Regions from separate parts of the Bombyx mori genome. Here all the other regions are linked to region 1. A link is a contact called in public Hi-C data. All regions are on one chromosome and are shown on one strand. The core of a region is the stretch at or near the end of the contact, and the rest is flanking DNA. Distances in the headings are between cores, read along the strand shown. Region 1 overlaps LOC101743966 (calsyntenin-1). Region 2 overlaps LOC101735453 (trithorax group protein osa). Region 3 overlaps LOC101746976 (lysine-specific demethylase 5).

Region 1 (3,811 bases), core at 52-2,551:
TCATTAGCTCCATACTAACTATGGTAATCTTAGGCCACTTTTGCGCTGACGGCCTCATATAGGGTATAGGGACCTTACTACCGAATTTTTAGTCTTGTAGAAGTCAAACTTATACGTAAGGCCCTGACATAATTGCACACAATTTCCGTACACGAGCGCGGATTACATACGTGATGGTGGTGGCCACGTGCACATTCCTCCTGCCCGGAGTGGGGAAGGCCCGCGCGTCTCCATACGCGACACGGCGCAGCAATGTCTCCACGTCCGCCACTCCGTCGCCCTCCACTGACACCGACTTCAGATCTGGAGGAAGACACAAGTCGTGCTCATGTCAACGGATATCACATGACGGACTGAGATGACACCCGTCAAGGCATAGCTAGGCTACCAGCGAATAGGTAGGGAAAATGTGACATCTTAACTCATACTACGTATTTAGAGTTGTTTTAACGCCGCACCAAATAAAAAATTCATTAGATGTTCTCTGCTGTAATTATATTTATTTTTTATTTTTTATTGCCTAGGTGTGTGGACAAACTCACAGCCCACCTGGTGTTAAGTGGTTACTGGAACCGATAGACATTTAAAACGTTCTAAGGTCTCAGTATAGTTACAACGGCTGCCCCACCCTTCAAACCGAAACGCATTACTGCTTCACGGCAGAAATAAATTAGTAATTGATGTAGAGTTAATTCTTATTAATTCCCTAGATATCCGGACGTGTTTATTCCATCGGTTACTAACAGGAGTATACCATAAGATGATAGAGCCGTACACTTTGATACATAGAATAGAAACCTGAATTGTATTAAAACACATAATTGCTATACGGCAGAAATATTTTGCGGGCTAGATCGCTATGCACCCTTATCGTAAAATTCTGGGACTCCTCAACAGAGCAAAGGCCACAACATGTATTTTTAAAAGCACAACTTTGGTCTCCAGTAAAGTACTACTCCCAACTCGGGATTAGGACTCTTAATCAATACCTCATTACATCCCATACATGAGCCATGTATATGTCGATAATTCCAACTCCACGAATCATTTGGATTATCTAACTCTATGGAATGACAACGGTTTCTCTCTGTGATTTGTGTATTTCATGGTGATTGCTCTAAAAAGTCGTCCATGATGATCTTACTAAGCATGAGATGATGGTTAAACAATAGGCAGTAGCTTGGTTGCTGGTGTTGTTGATGAGTGACAGTGTTACCAGGGCCAGATCGACTACCCTGCTGCATTAAAAGGGTGAGCTAGATGTTCGTATGCCTTTGACTGGTTTAAGCAATAATGCATTGATAGATGTGTGAGTAGTTGTTGATGTCAATGAGCATCAGTGCCTACTTACCAGGGCCAGATCGACTAACCCTGCTGCATTAAAAGGGAGAGCTTCATGTTCGTATGCCTTTGACGGGATTTAGCGATAATGTATTGATAGACTTGTGAGTAGTTACATAGGTCCGGTGCCAGACTGAGTCCCTCCCGGCAGCGAGCCAGACAGGAGAGCGCGTGTGAGGGCTGTGCGGCGCCACGCAGCACGCCCAGCCCCGCCAGCCAGCCGCGAAGGTGGTGCTTCATATCCTTCTCGGTGCCTGCACGAAACACAACAACAGTCACCCAAAAAGTGAAGTCGTCTTGGCCTAAACGATAAGACGTCCGGAGCATTCGTGTCGAGCGATGCACCTGTGTTTGAATCCCGCAGGCGGGTACAAATTTTTCTAATGAAATACGTAGTTAACAAATGTTCACGACTGACTTTCACGGTGAAGGAATAACATAGTGTAATAAAAAGTAATAAAAAGTACTATAGGCAGAAGCAGAGCAGTAAATAGGCAGAGCGGTGGTACCTACCCGTGCGGACTCACAAGAGGTCCTACCTACTTATCGAACTCACAGTCTATCTATGGTAGGAGGTTGCCAGAATCCATATCCATTGTTTTATTTATTACATTCTATAAAATAAAAAATAAAACGATGCGCGTGCAACTTGGTGCACGTGAATGAAGTGAAACTTCTTTTTTGATGTGCAGTATTGTGGTTTTATTCATTTTTCATCCTTAAATCAGATTGCTCTTGTAATAGGGAATGCTGTGTATAAAAGATGCGACATCTTCAACATTTATATGTTTTAAATTATAGATAGAAAAATAATTATATACATTTTTTTAAATACTTCACTAAAATATTGGACGCTACTGACGCTACAGGTATACTACGCGCGTGCGTTCGCGTGCCACGCATTCACTCTCACTCTGTCTCTTTCTATTCCATGGTAGCGTTAAACGTTTAACGCAAGATTGTTGGAAGTCGCATTAGAAGTTTCACTTCAACAATAGTTACGTACCTTGCCAACAAGCGCCGACGACGAGGGTGGTGTTGACACCGTGCGCGGGGTGCAGGGGCCAGTCGTCAATAACTTCGGGCCCTTTACCGTCGAGCGAGCGGTAAGGTTCGCCGTCAATAAACAAGTCCACGTTGGGGAAGCGGATGTTCAGAGCGTAGTGATGCCATTCGTTGTCGCAAACCTGGTGAAATGATCGGCGAGGGATTTATAATTGTCTTCTTCTACATTCGATTTTTTTCATCTCCTTCACTCTCTAAAATTATCGTACGATTACACAAAATTTTATCGAACGCGACTTGATTACGCGTGACGTCATTTGGGGCCAAACAAACAACAAGCTAACTTAACAGATAGTACTGATCTTAAAATGATTGATTTAGTTAGCTACTTGAAATACAAATTATTAATAATATTAAAACAGTATTTGGACATTTTAATTTAACTAAAAGTTAGCAGCGCACTTTGCTTAAAATGATATTAATATTAGTCAATATTACTATCTTGCCATGTTAAATGATTCTTTTTTATCTGTGTATGGATAAAATAAAATGTATTCTAAACTCAGTCACGCTCCACTGATACTATCGCTAGTTGTGACGAAAAATACCAATTTGTTGGAAGAACTCGCGCGCTACGTGTCGTGCTATGTGCTAGTCTGATATGCGAAGTTTCATCAGAATCTGTGCAGTAGTTTTTGAGTGAAAGAATAACAAACATCCATCCTCACAAATTTTCGCACTTATAATATAACTAGCTGTACCCGTCCGCTTCGCTGGGCATTTAAAATTAACATTATTATTTCTCACCCCCACAAAAATTCTCATCATTAATGCCCCCGCAACTGGTATAGGGAGTCCAACGCTCATATAAATATTAGCCTTTCTACATGGATACCAAGTTTCAAGTCAATCGGATGCATGGTTCAGTAGTTATAACGGAACATCCGTAAAAACGACTGTAGATTTATATATTAGTATAGATAAGGATTTAAAATTGTGCCCACCTCGGGTATCTTCCACCTCCACTCGGCAGGACGGAATATGTTGAGGTCTCCCTCGCCGAAGTCCCGGCGCAAGAGCAGGATCAAACGGCAGTTACGGACGAACAAAGCGTAGTGGTGGCGATTCATTTCTGGAAGAAAAGAATTATAATAAGAAGATTACTTACGAGCACACGGGAACGAAGGATACCCTATATATAGGTTGGTTCCACAATCTGCCTCGACGACCTGTCGGTCGGGTGCCTGGGGTGGCGCCACAAGTCTGGTTGTAGTGTTGACCGCGGGAACCCTCCTACCTTGACCGAATTCTGACCCCGGGCGGAGTTTTTTAACGTTCTCGATAGCGTTAAAGCTAACTCATACAAAACTTCATACAATTTTTTGTATGAAGTTGGAACGTTTGCTTACGTTTGCCGCTAGGGGCGCTGTTCCAACTGCATACAAAATTGAGTTAACTTTTACGG
Region 2 (3,404 bases), core at 676-3,175, 130 kb before region 1:
GCATAGGTAGAAAAAAAAACCTGATTGTTTTTATCTAACTACCGTTTCTTTCCAGTGACATGTCCATCGCAATCAATCTATTATGGATCTTGAGGCCATCTTCTTTTAAGTCTTATTGTACTCATTTGGTTTGTCCATTAGATGCTTAGTAAGGTTATTTGGGTGGGTTTCTAATATTTCAGAGTAGATTTTGGTGCTATGGATTACTTCATCCGTAACTCTTTTTATGGCAAATTTGCAATAAATTCTTTCATTTGGAAACGTACCATGGCGCGTTCCCTATCATCCTGATCGTTTTTTATTAAATCTTTGAAGGATTTCAATATTAGATTTGGAAGCAAGGGTCCTTTAGTTAGGTATAATGTAACTAGCGACCCGCCCTCGCTTCGCTTCAGAAACACACATGAAACCAAAAAAATAAATAAAAAAGTAGCCTTTGTTCATCAGGGACAATGTCGGCTACTAATGGAAAAATAATTTTTCAAATCGGTCCAGTAGTTTCGGAGCCTATTCGAAACAAACAAACAAACAAATCTTTCCTCTTTATAATATTAGTATAGATAGAAGAAACAACCAAGTATTTTAATTTTTTTGTCATTAGCGGAAGTTTCATTAACTGATCATGTAAGTTCTTTTTTTGATGATTCGTTTGACAATGTTTTATTAAGTCAGACCTGGGCATTGTTCCTATATCAAATCAAAAAAATTTTATTTAACATAAATGAAAGTACATGCTTGTTGAACGTCAAAAAGAACTACCGCCAATTCACAAAAACTAGCCTCCGTCTTGATAAGAACTGGCAAGAAACTCAGCGGGCTTGTCTTTTTTCCTCTTTCTTATTTAAATATTAGATTTTTTTTTATATTCATTAATATATAAGCCGTGATAGGCACGATCCGAGCGATTGTGAGGGGACAGTAGAACCTATTCCCACATAGTGAGTTTCGTAATAAAATTACAATACAAAATACACATTGTCCACAGGGAGTGGTGTTTCTGAAAGTCCACGATTAGACCAGATGCATCAGCATCAATCGATGTACCCAAGCAATTTTAATAGGTGAGTAACCAAATTTTATATTTACATTGATAAGGTGAATTAATAGTTTTAGCCTTACAAGAAGCCAAACTAGTTTTTGCCAAATCAAACTAATAGGTAACAAATGTTTTATTAATAAGTTTAGAATTAAGTTAAGAATAGATTCATAGATTCTAGTACTCTACATTTACTATGATTCATTGTGGCGAAACTCCCAAGCTATTGCCATTTTCAAGTAATTCTGTTGGTACTAAGATTTTTCCATAAATAAATAGATAAATTTCGAACACCGGATTCATTAATTAATTTTAAATTGCTATTGCGACTAGGTTTTATACTTATTTTTTGTTATTGTAATAAAACACTAGTTATATTTTTTGGACCAGATCAACTCCTCCCGGGGGAGGGGGTGAAGGCTCATTTTCTCCCTTGTCGAGCGCGGCGTTCCGGCCACCAGAACATCCGCACACACCTCACACGCCTCACACTCCACATACACCTCTACATCATCAACCCGGTAAGTACAACTCTAAATACAGGGAAGTATTGGAAGGGACCGAAATAGCTACCTCAATGCATGTGTAATTGATATGTAATAATAATAAATGTTCTGAACTATAAAGTGCAGAAATCATAAAACAAATTTAAATAGCTTTAAATAACAAATATAAATTAATAGAGTAATTATTACAGGTTCACCGAGCGATTACAGCGGAACCGTCAAACCGAAATCACAAGACGTTGCCTCCAAGTCGTTATCGGGCTTAGAGTCTTTAGTAGACCAGATTCCGTCAATAGCGGAAGGACCGGGCGCGGCGGCGGGTGTGGCGGGCGCGGGAGGCGGCCCCCCCGGCGCGGTGGTGGGCTCGGGGGAACAACCCGCCCCAGCACCTGTCCCCTCGCTGCCTGAATACGCCCCTGCTCTGTACGGTCCCTATGGAGCGTACGGTAGTGCCGCTTACGGAAATAACGGGTATGTACTTTTGATGGATGACAAAGTATCAAATCAATAAATATAAAAATTCGTAAAATGGGGGAAAATAAAACAAAGCCGCTGGGCGTAACTTCTCGGGATTCTCCAAAAAGTCCACTGAAAAAATCTCAGTATATTACCACCATTTGACTGAAATTATATTTCATCCCATGTCATCTCATCTCATTTCATTTCATTTCACTCCATACTATCATTTTTCATAAGAATAAGAATAAAAAATTAAAATAAGATTTGACCTAAAGGTCTTAGTTACCAGGTCATAAAATCACTTAAAAATTACAAAACTAATCAGGATACGCTTTGATTCAGATACGGCGGTCCGTTCGTGGGATACGGCGGCGGGTGGGGCGCGGCGGTGATGCGTCCGGCGCCCGGATACCTGTCCGACTGGCAGTACCCGTACTCCGCGCCCGCCTACCCTTACAACGCGCCCTACTACGGCCCGCCGCCCGCCCACCATCAACAGGTACACACACTGCTGTCTTGAGGTCATGGCACACTGTACCGGCACAGCTGCGGCACGGCTCTGTATTGTATTTGTAAGATCACTACGAACGGTTGTTAGGCAGCAGCAAGCGCCCAGACACCCCGCTGTTGGCTTTTTAATACGCTTTTATTACCTTCAGATGTATGTATGTATGTATACTTGTAACGGAATCTTTGAACTTTGATCCCTTTCAAAACGTCAGATTAAATCAAAATTTGGTGTAGTTATTAAGGACCGATGATAATTCAATATTTTAAAAAAAATTGAAAAAATTGAAATTCAACTAAAAAATAGAAAGTAAATAATAGTTTAAAAAAACTAACAAAATAAGCTTTTATAGAAAATCCAACAAAAAAATTGAAAATAAATTTTAATAAATTTGAATTAAAAATAGTGTATGTAGTATATTTATAATGAGGTAAGTCATAAATTCAATATAAATAACTGTAAGTGAGAGTATCTTTAAAATAAATCAGTATTGAATCAACTTGCGTTTCACTACAGTGTAAGAAAAAATTATTTTATTGTAAAAAAAGCGTGGGGTGCTTGGTATCAGTAGTTATAAATATTTTATGCACAGATATGAATAGAAGGGTTATTTTGATGATACCTGAAAAGCGCTGCACGCTTTTTTACAATAAAATCATTTTTTCTTACACTATTTTGAATTCAAACTTATTAAAATTTTAATAGTAACGTTATGAAACATGTTATACGACATACGGTTTAAGGGTCAAATTCAAATGACAAGCTAATCGCTGCGCTGGATCGGTGCTGTTACCGTGCTTGCATAGTGTGCCATGTAGGAGTGGGTGATATAAATCGTATATAGATTCAATATCTATATATCGCAGCAATATCGTTGAATCCGATATCGCCCCGC
Region 3 (3,595 bases), core at 486-2,985, 210 kb after region 1:
ACATCGTGTAATAAAAATGAAACCCGCAAAATTATAATTTGCGTAATTACTGGTGGTAGGACCTCTTGTGAGTCCGCGCGGGTGGGTACAATCAGCCTGCCTATTTCTGCCGTGAAGCAGTATTGCGTTTCGGTTTGAAGGGTGGGGCAGCCGACTTGAGACCTTAGAACTTATATCTCAAGGTGGGTGGCGCATTTAAGTTGTAGATGTCTATGGGCTCCAGTAACCACTTAACACCAGGTGGGCTGTGAGCTCGTCCACCTATCTAAGCAATAAATAAATAAAAATTAACTACCAAACAAAAACGAACCATTTACAAAGACCAATTAACCTACTGACTTAACATTAAATATTGATACCGAATAATGTTCTGTGCATAGCTTCGTGCATATCATCGATGAAGGACGAGCGGGAGGAGTCGCCGGACCGCGGGGAGGGCGCTCCGTTTTCAGGAGCCGAAAGTAAATTCCTGTGCCCGGACTGTATGAGGACCAAACGGCCCAGGCTGGACCGGATCTTGGGGCTACTGGTATGGTTCACGGGTCCAACTTAGATTCTATAAATTTTCACACTAGACTAGATGTGGGACAAAACACAAATACAGAATGTAAGAAATTACTGATTGACACTGATTTGTGAACCACGTTAACGGTGGTTTGTGATTAAAAAATGGGGTATCTTCTTCTTTTTTTTCACCTTATCCGGTAGGTGGGGTCGCCACAGCTAATTTTTCTCTTCCATTCTCTTCTATCAGCCATCAGCTCAACACACTCCTATCTCTCTCTCTCTCATATCGTCATTAACACATTCCATCCATGTTTTCTTCGGTCAACCTCTTCTTCCTTTAAAATAAAAAATGGGGTATATAATATAATAAAGTACATATTGCTACCCTGCCTTATGCCTATTTCTGCCTCAAAGCGGTTATGCGTTCCGGTTTGAAGGGTGAAACGGAAAATGCAACTGAGACCTAGACCTCCAAGCGCGTAAAAGCATTTTGGCGTCACTACTTAACACCAGGTTCACCTTTCCAGGCAACGATATGCTGTCAATGTTTATATTAATAAATGGCTGACCCGACAGACTTCCTAGTGCCTCAATCGACAAATAAAAGACCTAAACTTTTGTATAAAATAAACTTAAAACAAACAAAAGGAATCCGACCAAACAGGGGGGGGACACATCAAAGGGAAAACCAAATTGACATTTTTATTTAATTCCGAGCATTTCCATATTTATCTACCTATTAAACCTGCTCTGAACTTCCACAAATAATTCAAGACCAAAATTAGCCAAATCAGTCCAGCCGTACACGAGTTTTAGCGAGACTAATGAACAGCAATTCATATTTATATACATATATAGATTTACAATGCGTTGGCTGTTTTAGTATCATGATGTTATTGTAATAATTGTGTATTTTTAGCGTGCAAAAATTATTCACTCATCTGATCACTTAGTTAAAAGTAAACGTAATTATTTAAATGTAAGGGATAGGATTTCGTTCGACGCATTTCAGTCAACAATTATATTTTATAAGGGATAATTTGGTAAAGATGTTGAGTATGGACCAATTAGCACATTTCCGATGTACCTCCACTATTGTTAGGGATGTCGCCGTCTGGCCCTGGTTGCCGCGGCATGTGACGGTGGCGTGCTCTGTCCCCAGGTGTGGCTGCAGAAGCTGCCGGTCCGGCTGGCGGAGGGCGAGGCGCTGCAGTGCGTGACGGAGCGCGCCATGTCGTGGCAGGACAGCGCGCGGGCGCTGCTGGCCGCCCTGCCGCACCGCGCTGATATGGTACAGCCCTAACTACTCCTAGCTGCTATGCGGAGTAATACTATCCCTTCAGTAACCTGCTGCCCTACGCATAATTCGTAGGTTGTCTGTGGGACATATCGACAGCAAGTGTCCACATCTGTCAAACCACCACCCTGCCTATTTCTGCCGTGAAGCAATAATGCGTTTGAATGGTGGGGCAGCCGTTGTAACTACACTAAGACCTTAGCACTTATATCTCAAGGTGGTTAGCGCATTTACGTTGTAGATGTCTATGGGCTCCAGTAACCACTTAGCACCAGATCGGCTGTGCTCGTTCACCCATTTAAGCGATAAAAAAAACTAGAATTAAATGAACACTCATGTCTCAAGTTTGGCGACAGCATTCATCTCGTCTGGATATTTTTGGATTCGCACAACAATTTAATCCCAAGTGAGTCACCGCTGTACCCAGCTAGAGCAAAGAAAACTTACGAATGTTCACAGTGGCTCTTTTGTTGTTTAATTAAACGGCGTTAAAAAACGTCTTTACTGTTAGCATAAAAATAATGATTGAGAAGAATAATGAGAGAGAGAAAAAATTAACTCATGGCATATGATTTAACTCACAGACGAACAGAGAAAAGGCAGATAAACTGAATGCTGAGTTAAAGAAGGCAACAGGAAGAGCTCATGATCTCCATAACGCGCATAATCCAAGGTTAGTTATAATATTTATTGTATTCAATAATATTTATAAATTTTTGGATTAGCTACGAAGTATATATCTTTTATAATATAATTCTGTAGTTAATTATTTTATTAGGCTGTTCCTGATGAAATAATCAGCCATATAGGGCTCTTTTCGCCTTAAAACTTATGCAGACATGTGAGCTTTGAGCGCTCATAATCTTTTCATTCAGTGCAGATTAAGGAAATGGCGCCAAAGGTCTTCAATGATTGAGATGTCTACCAAATATTCTCTTAGCCTACTAAGATTTTCATAATTGCAACTAGTTAAATATGAATACCTTAAAATACAAAGTAAGTTACAAATATAATATATATCTATAAATGACTAATTAAATTGAAGACTTGAGATTCGGTGGCATAGTGCTCAATTAATGAAGAGGCTCATCTCTGCCTATGACGTCACAGTTTACAAACGGTTCATGTGAGAGATACAGAAGTGCTTCCACTACGCCCTCGTTTAGTTGTGGCCACGTCTTTTTACTTTTAATCAAGAGTTATATTAGTAGTGTATTTGTTTTTAATTTTTTTTCTGCAACAGACTCACGAGTGTACAGAATGAGACTTAAAGTGTTTTGTTGTTTCAGGTCGTCGGCCAGCGTGGAGCACGCGTACAGCGCCACGCCGCGGTCGCCCAGCGCGAGGATGGCGCCCGGCATGCTGCACAAGCTGGAGGAACTCATGCTCGAAGGCGACCTCTTGGAGGTTCGTTTTCATTCAACATTCATTCTTATTTTCAAGGCCGGAAGGTCGAATGTCTATATATTTTTGAAGTTATACTTCTTTAGGCGCGTTATGAAAAATTGATGAGAGTGAAATTTTATGATGCGCGCGCACCGTGACACAAAATTAACGATACGACCGACGTAACTTGGCGAGTCTGAATATAGCCGCAGGTGAACTTTCCGAACCGTACCGAGAATTACCGAATTTATATGATGTCAAGAAAAGGGATGTCCAATATGCGTGTTTGAGGATGGTGTTTAATCGATTTTTTTTCAAATTGATTAAAATTTAAATTAAAAAAAAAAGAAATAAATTTAATAAAAATAAAGTATAACTTCTTACGCGCGTACATAAGTACACGCA

What was found. A called contact is a pair of places that touch in the nucleus more often than the background predicts.
Region 2: a Hi-C map of middle silk gland shows a contact between it and region 1, with 1.9 times the contacts expected there. The contact joins two enhancer-like sites. A contact is called at or near these places in 2 of 7 Hi-C or Micro-C datasets (middle silk gland and whole pupa).
Region 3: a Hi-C map of posterior silk gland shows a contact between it and region 1, with 2.0 times the contacts expected there. The contact joins two enhancer-like sites. A contact is called at or near these places in 2 of 7 Hi-C or Micro-C datasets (posterior silk gland and whole pupa).

Annotation. Positions count from the first base shown.
Region 1 is chr27:7,325,045-7,328,855 of ASM3026992v2, forward strand. It overlaps LOC101743966 (calsyntenin-1), which reads right to left. Exons shown (of 20, transcript XM_004923444.5): 9 at 3,351-3,478; 10 at 2,348-2,528; 11 at 1,458-1,595; 12 at 171-303. All of the region lies in intron 1 of LOC134201545 (a long non-coding RNA gene), which reads right to left. Among protein-coding and RNA genes, the nearest start is that of LOC101747109, 16 kb to the left of the region's middle. Within about 2 kb of position 1,302, at least 5 of the 8 cell types and tissues checked have open chromatin away from gene starts, as enhancers often do.
Region 2 is chr27:7,194,401-7,197,804 of ASM3026992v2, forward strand. It overlaps LOC101735453 (trithorax group protein osa), which reads left to right. Exons shown (of 21, transcript XM_038021037.2): 17 at 986-1,061; 18 at 1,427-1,557; 19 at 1,734-2,013; 20 at 2,344-2,500. Among protein-coding and RNA genes, the nearest start is that of LOC134201546, 20 kb to the right of the region's middle. Within about 2 kb of position 1,926, at least 5 of the 8 cell types and tissues checked have open chromatin away from gene starts, as enhancers often do.
Region 3 is chr27:7,531,081-7,534,675 of ASM3026992v2, forward strand. LOC101746976 (lysine-specific demethylase 5) reads left to right here. Exons shown (of 31, transcript XM_012697767.4): 23 at 381-529; 24 at 1,670-1,798; 25 at 2,389-2,477; 26 at 3,094-3,211. The region is part of intron 1 of LOC134201545 (a long non-coding RNA gene); the gene reads right to left. Among protein-coding and RNA genes, the nearest start is that of LOC101746835, 13 kb to the right of the region's middle. Within about 2 kb of position 1,736, at least 3 of the 8 cell types and tissues checked have open chromatin away from gene starts, as enhancers often do.